Linked DNA regions of Mus musculus: regions 1, 2 and 3 are each linked to region 4. The links are chromatin contacts, called in public Hi-C maps. All regions are on one chromosome and are shown on one strand. Each heading gives the region's core, a stretch centred on a gene start, on an enhancer-like site or on the middle of the called end of the contact. The rest is flanking DNA. Distances are from core to core; before and after follow the strand shown.

Region 1 (2,700 bases), core at 99-2,598, 5.9 Mb before region 4:
ATAATCTCCTGAATCTAGACAAAATGTCTGACACATTCTGTAGTGCCTACTGATCTTCAGTCCAAAAAAAAAAGGCTTTTAGGACATTCCTCCCTCAAAATTGCAAATCAAGCCCGGCGGTGGTGACGCACGCCTTTAATCCCAGCACTTGGGAGGCAAAGGCAGGCAGATTTCTGAGTTCGAGGTCTGGTCTACAAAGTGAGTTCCAGGACAGCCAGGGCTACACAGAGAAACCCTGTCTTGAAAAAAACAAAAAAACAAAAACCAAAAAACCTCCACAACTGACTGTTCTTCCACAAGTCCTCAGTTCATTCCCAGCAACCACATGGTGGCTCACAAACATCTGTAATGGGATCTGATGCCCTCTTCTGGTGTGTCTGAAGACAGCTACAGTGCACTCATATAAATAAATCTTTAAAAAATAAATAAATAAATAAAAAGAACTCCAGTAGCGACCTAGCACTTACGAAAAGATCCAGCCAAGGTCCTCCAGTAAGAGAACACAAATATAAAATCATGTGTTAGTTGCTGTGTATGCTGTAATAGGGAATTTTTAAAATTGTAATTTAGACACAAATGAGCCTCATGATCCTGGGCAAGGCTTACTTACAAGTCTGTCTAGTTTTCAGTGCGAGCACAAGGCGGAAGAGAGCAAACACAGCTATGACAGACACTTCACAGTGCTGAAACTTCACCAATGGTTCCTTGAAAGAGTCTGGGGCCACGTTTAGGACCTGGAGTTTACCACCAACGCTAGGCAGGCGGGATGCGCAAAGGCAGGGGGCGGACCCTCTGCCATCTCCGGCCAGAGGCTGGATCGTCGGTTCCAAATCCCTCGGCTTCCCAGAGAGTGCAACCCACGGAGCAGGCAAGGGCCGGATTCCCCTACGCCAAGCTCATCCGGCAAAAGGCTGACGCTGGGGACCCCGTAGCCAAGCGAGGGGCTGGGGGCGCGCCTCCGGCCCCGCCCCTTCAACCCCGCGCGCCCCCGGCCCCGCCCCTTCAACCCCGCGCGCGCACGTCGCCCCCCCCCCAGCCCCGCGCGCTCCCGGCCCCGCCCCTGCGCTCGTGCCCCGCCAACCCCGCGCGCGTACCTTCCGCTGCTGCTGTTTCCACCGCGTGAACATCAAGTGTCGCCGCTGCTTGTTCTTAATCTCCGAGATACTGAAGCCCGGGGGGAAGGCGGCCGCTTTCGCGGGCTGCACCCCGCTCTCCGCCGTCCCATCGCTCGCGGCCGCAGCCTCTTGAGGCTCTTCAGCGGCAGCTTTCCTCTTCAAGCCTCGCTTGCCGCCACCAACACTTTTCTCGCCGGCCTTCGCCATGTTGTTTACGGCTGTACGGAAACGGAAGTGCTCTCTGTCTTTGACCCGGGTCATACGGTTTTACTTCCGGGGCCGCCAAGTTCCGGAACTAGCGCTTTGCTTTATGGATTAGCTATGTAAGAAAGTGCCAAGGCTGGACGCTGGTGGTGGCGCACGCCTTTAATCCCAGCACTAGGGAGGCAGAGACGGGCGGATTTCTGAGTTCGAGGCCAGCCTGGTCTACAGCCTGAGATCCAGGACAGCCAGGGCTACACAGAGAAACCCTGTCTCGAACTCCCCTCCCCCCAAGAAAGAAAGAAAGTGTCAAAATTCAGAGTTCGTTCCCGACTGTACATTATTTCTAATAGAACAATTTCTAAACAGAACAAGATTAAAAAGAGAGCAAAGAAGCATCACACTTCCAACGTTCTCACTGGTCTCAGACTTAATGCTTATGCAGCAATGCAGGAAAATCCTTTCATCTGAGATAAACTGATAACGCCTACCAGACAATGGAAACGGCCAGCTGCGAGGCCCCTTAGCAGCAGCAAACTAGTCTACCACTCAAACACCACAGACACCAGAAGTCAGACGAAAATTTAGGAGAGAAGAAGAGGCTTGAAGTTGAATAGATTCTGTGAGGGTTTTGTAAAGACGCTGTGTTTTGTGTAAGATGTAGTCCTCTTGGTGGATTTTGAGGGAGAAAATGATCAGGCATTTTGCTTTATTTTTAAGGCGCTACGGCCCTGACTCAGGCTTTGTAGATGCTAAGTGAGTGGTTGTCATAAAGCTGAATTTACAGTCTCCTTGATTTACACATAAAAAACAATACTCATAATAATTATTTAAGGGGACTGGGAAGATGGCTCAGTGATTAAGAGTACTGACTGATCTTCCAGAGATCCTGAGCTTAATTCCCAGCATCCACATGGTGGCTCACAACCATCTGTAATGGGATCTGATGCTTTCTTCTGGTGTATCTGAAGACAGCTACAATGTATTCATATACATTAAATAATTCTTTTTTTTTTTTTTTTTTTTTTTTTTTTGGTTTTTCAAGACAGGGTTTCTCTGTGTAGCTCTGGCTGTCCTGGCACTCACTTTGTAGACCAGGCTGGCCTCGGACTCAGAAATCCGCCTGCCTCTGCCTCCCGAGTGCTGGGATTAAAGGCGTGCGCCACCACGCCCGGCTACATTAAATAATTCTTAAAAGTTATTTATTATTATTTAAGAAGAAACTAAGGGAAGATGGGTGGAGTGAGAAATGTTAATGAATTGAACAAAGGTAGTATTCGCACAGCTCTCACCTTAGAGAAAAATGAGACAGTTTATTCTGGAGCCAAATATGAGTGGCCTGGAAACATAGGTTCAGGCATCCCAAAATTCCCTTTTCCAAGGT
Region 2 (2,700 bases), core at 137-2,636, 5.6 Mb after region 4:
TGTGATGGCTGACATGTTGATGGCTAACTATGTTTAAAAGTTAAAAATCTCTGTAGTTAGGCAAAATTAGACCTCCTATGTTAAGGACTGCTAAGGATATATATTTTTAACTGATGTTCCTGTAAATAAATTTGTTCTGCTTGAACATAAACACATTGTAATTTTGCATTCTTTGCCTTTATAAACCCGACTGAGGTGGCTGGGCGCTGCATTCTAGTGAATCTCTAAACATCCCCCAGACTCATAACCATTTCATACTGGTGAGATGGCTCTGCAGGTTGGTGGAAAAAAAAACCCACTCCCTCAAGTTGTTCTCTAACCTCCTGAGGCACCAGGGCACGTGAAACCCTATTCACGTGTGCAAAAAGAAACACTAAACTTAAAGAGGAATGTAATAGAAAATCAATTTCAGTCAAAGAATTTGGTCTGCGCTGGACACAGGATTCACGGCCCTGCCCACGTTAGGGAATTATATCCCCAGCCCTGGATAGTTGAGGGCTACTTCTTCGTTTGGGAAAATATATCAATACTTTGTAAACTCCAGGAAAAACTAAGCAGGAAATCGCTACTTATTAAATAAAATTTTCTTTTTTGTATTTACAACAAAACTACGCATTTAAATTTTCTTTGCTTTCTTTCTTTCTTCTTCTTTTTTTTTTCCTTTTTTCTTTTTTGAGACTGTTTCTCTGTTGCTCTGGCTGTCCTGGACTCGCTGTGTAGACCTGGCTGACCTCCAATTCAAGAGATCCATTTGACTCTGCCTAATCTAGTGCTGTGATTAAAGACGTGCGCCACCATGCCAGGTCAGTATTTACATTTTCATTATCCGAAGTTATTTTTAAAACTTCTTAAGACTGGATTATCGGTAAATCAGTGAAAAATGAGCTTCGTAAGCGTGGGACCAACTGCATAAGTTAGTCTGTAAGCGAGCAGGATTCGAAGTCCGAGCCCTTCACCACAGCTTTTAGCTGTCAGGTGGGTACTTAAGCTTAAGGGCCAAGCTTCGTGTCACTCGCCATCCTGTTCTCCGGGATCAATTCGATCACCGCACTGAACTCAGCGATCCCCAGGCCTGGCGCCCAGGGCCACAGGCCGCGCCTCAGGTTTCGACGCCGCCACGTTCTGATGCGACGTTGGGTAGCGCAGCCATGCCCGACCGCGCTGTCTAGGGAGCCCATGTTCCCCCCACGAGGACCTCTCAGCCCGTTAGACGCACTTACCCGAAAGAAGTTTCTCCTGAGGGCGAGGTTGGTGAGGGCAACGGAAGGGCTCGTCGGTCCTGCGGTCCCGGGAGCTGGCGGTGACGACATCAGCGCGCGCAGCTAGGGCAAGGCCCGGATTACTGTGAGGCGGAAGGGGCGGGGTTATCCAGCCATGGCACCTTGAAACGTCACAGCCGTGGTCGGGGCTTCCGGTGTGAGCTTTTGAATATGTCGCGCCAGCTGAGAGCCCCTAGGTTTGACCCTCGTGCGGGATTCCACGCGGAGGGCAAGGACAGAGGCCCCTCTGTTCCCCAGGGCCTGCTGAAGGCAGCGAGAAGCAGCGGCCAACTCAACTTGGCGGGAAGGAACCTCGGGGAAGGTGAGGCAGCGCGCGAACATCCTCTTGGTCCCCTGTGCACCCACCCGCGCCTGCTCCGTGGCCCTGCTAAGACTGGCCTTGACTTACTCGAAGTGTTCACTGAGATGTCCACAGAATACGGGATAAACATCGTAGTTTGGGAGTAAATTCGCTGTGAGATAGAGGATAGGCAGGTATTTGATTCGCCTTCCTCTTATTTTCGTTTTACCAGCTCCCCTCTGTGAGCTTAGAATAATTTTCTTTCAAGCCTAGCCTTTTTTTTTCTTCCACTTGAGGAAAATCCCAATGACAAACATACTCCTTATCCTAAGTACTAATTCAGAGTAAATGCTGCGGAGTATATGAATTTGAGAACATCCTGAGAAACCTATGAATGATCAACAAGCACAAATCTACATATTACTAAGTATAAATAAATACCTTTGTAGTGTATGTGTTTGGTAGGAGAGGACAGAGACAAAGAGAGGATTGAGAAGTGAAGCATTCTTTCTGTAATATTTTTTTCTACTTGCATTGATTAAAATCTTCCACTTCTAATAATGTACTTATGTATCTGTAAGGTTGACTAAGTAAAGACATTATGTGTATGCTTACTGAATGTGATGATTACTTGTGTCAAGTTGACACAATCAATGAGGGATTATTTAGATCATGTTCTCTATGAAGAACGTCTATGAAGACCTGTCTTGATTGATAATTGATGTAGGAAGATCTAGCCCACTGTGGGTTGTGCCATTCCCTAAGTTGGGTCTTGAATCCAAAGGTTGAGTCGTATAAAAAAGTGTGCGTGCCTTAATTCATTTCTCCCTCTGCTCTTGATTGTAGTTGTGTTGTGAGTAGCTGTTCCAAGTTCCTGCCATCTTGACTGATGGCCTGCAAATGAAATTATGAGCTAAAATAAACTTTTTCTCTAAGGTTCTTTGTTATGGTATTTTACCACAGCGTCTGGAAAGAAGAGTAGAATAGAAATTGGTACCCAGAAAGTGGATAAATCTGACTACATGGTTCCTAGGATATTTGAACTATTTTATATGGCTAGAATGTGGAAGGCTCTGGAATGTAGGTCTAGGAAAAAAGCTGAATGTTATGGGCAGAGCATAATGGACTGTGTTTTGGTTT
Region 3 (2,700 bases), core at 138-2,637, 5.6 Mb after region 4:
TTCACAAAGACTTTCTGAAATTTGATTTCTGTGTCAATTTAAACTAATAATTTCCCCTTATGTTATATTGGGATGTTACAGAATCTCAGAATTTACATTTTTCTTGTACTAAATATCTTTAATAGTACTCATATTTTGATGTCCCTACCCATTACATACTATAAGCCTTAAACCTCAAAGTTTAAAGGGATGAGATGTTTGTTTTTTGAGAACAGTCACTTGAGGCAACCTTCCTGTATCTACTTCCCGAGTGCTGGGATTGTAAGCATATACCACCACAATAGGTTGTCTTAAAAAAAAATGTTCATGGTGTTTGATTTCACTGAAAGAACACTTAGGAGTTTTAACATCCATCAAGAGGTAGCAGCCAGTAATTAGGTACATGATTTTGGCTGCCTACCTACTATTTACTGTTTTTTTTTTTTTTTTTTAAGACTAATTTTGTGTGTGTGTGTGGGTATGCACCAGAGGACAATTTGTTGGAATGGGTTCTTTTCTTTTACCATGTGGGTCCCAGGGATTGAATGCTCAGTGGCATGTCATGTCACTGGTCCATCTACTAATTTTGGGACAGCATTCACTCTGTAGCTCAGGCTAGCCTTGAATCCATGTGATCAATCCTTTTGCCCTTCCTCAGTTTCTGGAGTGCTGGAACTTATTGATGTGAGCCACCATGTTCAGTTTAGTTTTCTAAATGTTCACAATTTCATCACACACACACACACACACACACACACACACACACACAGTGCTTTGATTCCCACTCACTACCTCGACTATTCATTCTATACGTCTTATGGCACTTTTGTTCTACACCATTTTATTTCGCTGGGTTACTGTGCAATTCCTGAATCTGATCTAAGATCCGTTTCCTACTTCCAAAGAATTTATGTCCAAAATTCCAAACTGTATAACTAGCACTCTGTGTAAAAACACCAAGGACCTCCAACTTCAATATGCTAAATTTGAACTCATTTTTAAAGGAGTCTTAAGCTTTTTCCGGATTCACTGTATCCCAGAGCATGCTTTCATCATCTCTCACCCGGGTTACTGCCCACTTATTTAAAAACAATTACTCCATTTCCTCAAGTAAGCATCCTCCACATACTTTAACTCTGACGTTTGTCCCAAATACACTCAACTAACAGCTGTTTGAAAAATCCTCCATTCCCGGTGTAATAAACAGCCTTTGAATTCCAAAGTCAGGCCCTAGATTCCTCCAGGATAACTGGCCATCTCTCCTCGCCTACAGCCTTGCCAGCCTGAGCAAGTCCTTGCACAGGTTAGGGAACCCAGCAGAGTCTTAGCGAGTGTTTACTGAAGGTCCAGCGCAGCTGAGTGACGTCACGTCCGATATCCGGTGGTGTCTTCCTACGTCGTTCTGAGGGAGGTTGACAAACAGGGTTTCAGCCTTTAAGCTAGAGTTCGTAACTGCCGTTGACCTCCTCCTTTACGAAGGCCCAGAGCACCAGGTCAGAGCTCTGAGTCTGGGTCTGAATTCAGCCGCAGGGCCCGGCCCAGGGTGGAACCCTGTGCGAGAGGAGCGCGGGCGCTGCCCGGACCCTGACCCAAGCGCAGAAGCGGCCCTCTAACACTCCGCGGCGGCGTTTCCTCCGAAGCTCTCGCGAGAGGAGCCGGGGAAAGATGGCTGCGCCGGGTCTTTCCGAGTGAGGAGGAGGCGGCGGCGGCGGCGCCGGGCGTCGTGCGGTCGTGGTCTCTTGAGCTGCGGCTTTCCTCGTCCGAGACGAGGGCCGCCGCCTCCGGGAGATGCGCGTGTCGCGGACCCGCGGTCGCCCCGGGAGTTCATGCTGCGTGCTAGGCTCGCGGCCGCCGCTCTAATCGCCCGGCGCCGCCGCCGCGCCGGCTCGGCCCGCGGTGAGCCTCCCGGAGCCTGTCCCGCGCGCCGCGGCGGCTATGACCGGGGAGAAGATCCGCTCCCTGCGGAGGGACCACAAGCCCAGCAAAGAGGACGGGGACGTGCTGGAGCCCTGCGAGGAGGAGGCGACAGCCGCGCTCGGCGGCGCCTTCACCGGGGGCAGAAGCGGACCGGGCGGCAGCGGCAAGGGCGGCAAGGCCTGCCATAAGATCTTCAGCCACCACCACCGGCTGCAGCTGAAGGCGCCCGCCGTTCCGGGCCCCGGCGTTCCGGCCCCGCCGCAGCACAACGCAGTGACTGCCACCTGCCCTGCCCCGGCCTGCCTGGGCGGCAGCAACCCCGCTTTAGTCGCTGACGGAGGCGGCTGCCCCTCGCTCTACCCGGTCCACGAGTGCGTCTTTAAGGGGGACGTGAGGAGACTGTCCTCGCTCATCCGCACGCACAATATCGGACAGAAAGATAATCATGGTGAGCTTTGCCTAATTTCCGTCCCCTCGGAGGTGGGGTGGGGGTGACCGTTGGCCTCCGGGTTCCCGGTCCCTTCTCCCGCACCGTGTTTTCCTCTGGCGGAAAACCTCGAGTCTTTTCAGGTGCAGCGAGCGTGCCAGGGGTCAGGGTGCAGCAAGGATGTTTTCTTCTTTTCCACCTGAGCATTTCGGGACAGGTTGCATTTTCTCTGCGGCAGTCTTTGCGAGTGCCAAAAGGTCGGGCTATCTCACATCCAGGCAGGTCTTCTGGGTTTTAGGGAACGTTTCCTTTTTCCCTCCCTCCCTTCTTGCCGGTCTTCACCGCCCAGGTACGCGCAGATAGATGTGAGTTTTTAT
Region 4 (2,700 bases), core at 192-2,691:
GTTTGCGTATTAGTGCGGTGGTACCATTCCCACGGAAGAGAAAGGGAAAGTAAACCTGTGGGGACCTTTATCGTTACAACCATCGTTCTCTTGGAAACGGATGACAGTCCAATAATGGCGCGCGCGTGCGTGCGTGCGTGCGTGCGTGCGTGCGTGTGTGTGTGTGTGTGTGTGTGTGTGTGTGGCTAGACAATGCTCCCAGCAGCAGATAAATTCTGACCATCCCAATAGTAGCTAGCCTATGCAGGTAGCATATTGCCTGGCTGGGAAATCGTGTTATTTTTATATCTCTGCCTATTGCAAGTCCAACACAGTTCAATAAAAACCATGGGAGGGTGTGCTGTGGTGAGGCCTTATAGACCCCACTACTAGGAAAATTAAGGCAATGGAGAGCAGTGTCTCTAAGACACAAGATGGCAGGTGTGATAGTCAGTATAACTATAATTGGTATTCTTTATTTTGGAGCAGATATTACTCTGAGTTGAATTGGAGACAACCAAATACAAGTCCACTTCTATGATCTAATAACTTACGAGCAATTGAAAAGAAACCACACTTACCCACTTCCTTGGAAAAACAAAACTGCTCCAGCTAAGGAAAACAAAGAAAGGCACTGAAGCCATACTGCACAGTTGCGAAGAGCCCCAGTTAATGGATTCTACCAGTGGACTTGGTATTTTTTGGAACACAATCTAATAGCCAAAGGGTTGCATGAGCGTCCCCACAGCTCAGAAGTGGTGGCCTATGGTGCTATCAACCCAGAGGAAATACTTATCCCTGTAACTGAAGGCGGGCATTACTTTGCTGCACTGCTAATACTGTATATTTGAAAGGGCGGTGTTATGGATTGAACTCAGAGCTTCACGTAGTTCCGGTAAGCACACGCTGAGCTACATAAATAACCAGTTTTCACTATGGGTTGAGCCATACTTGGTGCTGGACACAACTGTGGGCAAAAGCTAAGAGAAAAGACGCCCTGCCTTTAAAGAGACTTCATTCTTGGCGGGTAGTGCTGTTTAAAGGTACGGAAAATAAAAGCGGTGGAGAAGGTGTACTCTGGTGGGACTGCCGACGAGTCGCGGTGGAGCTGGGGAAGAGTCCTGCCCTAGGGAGGGAGGTGAGCAAAGGCTGGAGAGGTGGGCGCCTGCGTACTGAGCGGGCGGCGGCTGGCGCGGCAGTCCGGGGCGTCGTGCGGAAAGCGCCGCGGGGCCAGGCAAGGTCGGGACGCGGGCGGGGAGCCTCTCCGGGAAGGTAGAGCGGATCACAGCACGCAGCGGGCTGGGCCGGTGAATCCTCCCGCCCGCCGGCCGGCCGGGTCGGGATCGCTGCAGCGGCCGCGGCCACCAGTAGGTGGCGCGCCGAGCGCCCGGCTCCCAGCGTCTCAGAGCCGAGGAAGGAGGGGACCGGAAGGAGCCGCCGCTGCTGCGGGAAGTGGAGGAGCGGGAGGCGGGGACCCACCTGGAAGCGCCGCGGCGCCGCTGTGGCGCTTCCTGCGGCGGAGGGCGCTGGAGCCAGTGCGGCGGCCGACGGCGGCCACGCGGGCGGCGCCTCCCGGAGCGGCCCGCCCCACGCGAGAGGTAAGCGGGATCCCCGGGGCGCGTGGCGGGGCCGGCGCAGGGGCGGGAGCGGAGCGCGGAGGGAAAGGCGCGCGCGGGGCCGGAGCCCTTCAGAGCGAGCGAGCGCCGGGAGGGGGTGGCCGAGGCGGCGGCGGCGGCGGCGCCCCCACGTGGGCCGGGCGCGCGCGTTCGCGGCTGAGGGGGCGGGGAGGCCTGCGGAGGCGCCGGGCGCGCGCGCGGGGCTCACGTGACGGCCACGTGACCGGAGGCCAGGCCGGCTGAGGGCTAGCGCGGTCCTCCGTGGCGTCCGGAGGGCGGCAGAGGGCTGAGTTTGGCGTCCCGCCTTTCCTTCTCCCCTCAGACGACTCAGAGGAGGAATCCAGGGCGGGGAAGGCTTGCCTCTCCTCCCGTTTGCCCGCGGCCTCCCAGTGCGAGGACGAACCACACGTTCAAAGTCCCGAAGTAGTGATTAGCTTCCCCCACGCCGCCATGTTGGCTCCAGCGCACGCCCGCCCGCGAGATGCCAGCGGGTCGGTATCGCGAGATCTCCGGACTCTCGCGGGACCTGGTTGGCAGAGCGGTTGCGCTGGATGGCGGAGCCCCGGGTTCTCGGGGCCCTGGGACCAGTAACTCTTTTCCTGCAGGCAAGTTGTCGGGGAGGGGCCGGGGCGCGCGCCCGGGCGCCGGGAGCCTTCGTGCGCGCGCCTCGCCGTCGCCTGCGGCGGTGCAGAGCGGCTGTCGCGCGCCGCGCTCCTCCCGCCCCCGGGCGCCCGCCACCTGCGGAGACCTCCCCGCCGGCCGCTGCCCGGCGCTCGCTCGCCGGCCCGGAGGCCGCTGCCAGCCCGCCCCGCCCGCCGCCGCCCCCTCTGCCCAGTTACCCTCTCTGCAGACAGCTCCACTTTCCTGTCGCCTGTGGCTGCAGAATCTTCCCCCAGTCTCCCAACAGAACGCATAGCATCTCTCGTGTCCGGGCGTCATTTAGCCACCCACTTGTCTATTGGGAAGTTCTCCTCGTCACCCTGGCTGCTGACAGTAACTTTTGGCAGTGTTTGGGAGGCCCCCTCACCCCTGACAGTACCCGAGGTCAGAATACAATCCTTGTTCTGTACATGCTGATAAACTCACGTCGGTAGGGATTGGGGCT

The links. Hi-C and Micro-C count contacts between places; a contact is called where the count stands out from the background.
Region 1: a Hi-C map of CD8 T cells shows a contact between it and region 4, with 4 times the contacts expected there. The contact joins the promoter of Rpf1 here to the promoter of Zzz3 in region 4.
Region 2: a Hi-C map of pre-B cells shows a contact between it and region 4, with 7 times the contacts expected there. The contact joins the promoter of Lrrc40 here to the promoter of Zzz3 in region 4. A contact is called at or near these places in 2 of 484 Hi-C or Micro-C datasets (CD8 T cells and pre-B cells).
Region 3: a Hi-C map of CD8 T cells shows a contact between it and region 4, with 4 times the contacts expected there. The contact joins the promoter of Ankrd13c here to the promoter of Zzz3 in region 4. A contact is called at or near these places in 1 of 39 promoter capture datasets (pre-B cells) and 1 of 484 Hi-C or Micro-C datasets (CD8 T cells).

What each region holds. Positions count from the first base shown.
Region 1 is chr3:146,520,075-146,522,774 of GRCm38.p6, forward strand. Rpf1 (ribosome production factor 1 homolog) reads right to left here and starts at 1,349. Exons shown (of 9, transcript NM_027371.3): 1 at 1,095-1,349. The coding sequence starts at 1,322.
Region 2 is chr3:158,035,296-158,037,995 of GRCm38.p6, forward strand. It overlaps Lrrc40 (leucine rich repeat containing 40), which reads left to right and starts at 1,387. Exons shown (of 15, transcript NM_024194.6): 1 at 1,387-1,581. The coding sequence starts at 1,431. It overlaps Srsf11 (serine and arginine-rich splicing factor 11), which reads right to left and starts at 1,311. Exons shown (of 13, transcript NM_001379531.1): 1 at 1,221-1,311. The coding sequence starts at 1,310.
Region 3 is chr3:157,945,613-157,948,312 of GRCm38.p6, forward strand. Ankrd13c (ankyrin repeat domain 13c) reads left to right here and starts at 1,388. Exons shown (of 13, transcript NM_001013806.2): 1 at 1,388-2,344. The coding sequence starts at 1,915.
Region 4 is chr3:152,394,562-152,397,261 of GRCm38.p6, forward strand. It overlaps Zzz3 (zinc finger, ZZ domain containing 3), which reads left to right and starts at 1,442. Exons shown (of 14, transcript NM_001080755.2): 1 at 1,442-1,577.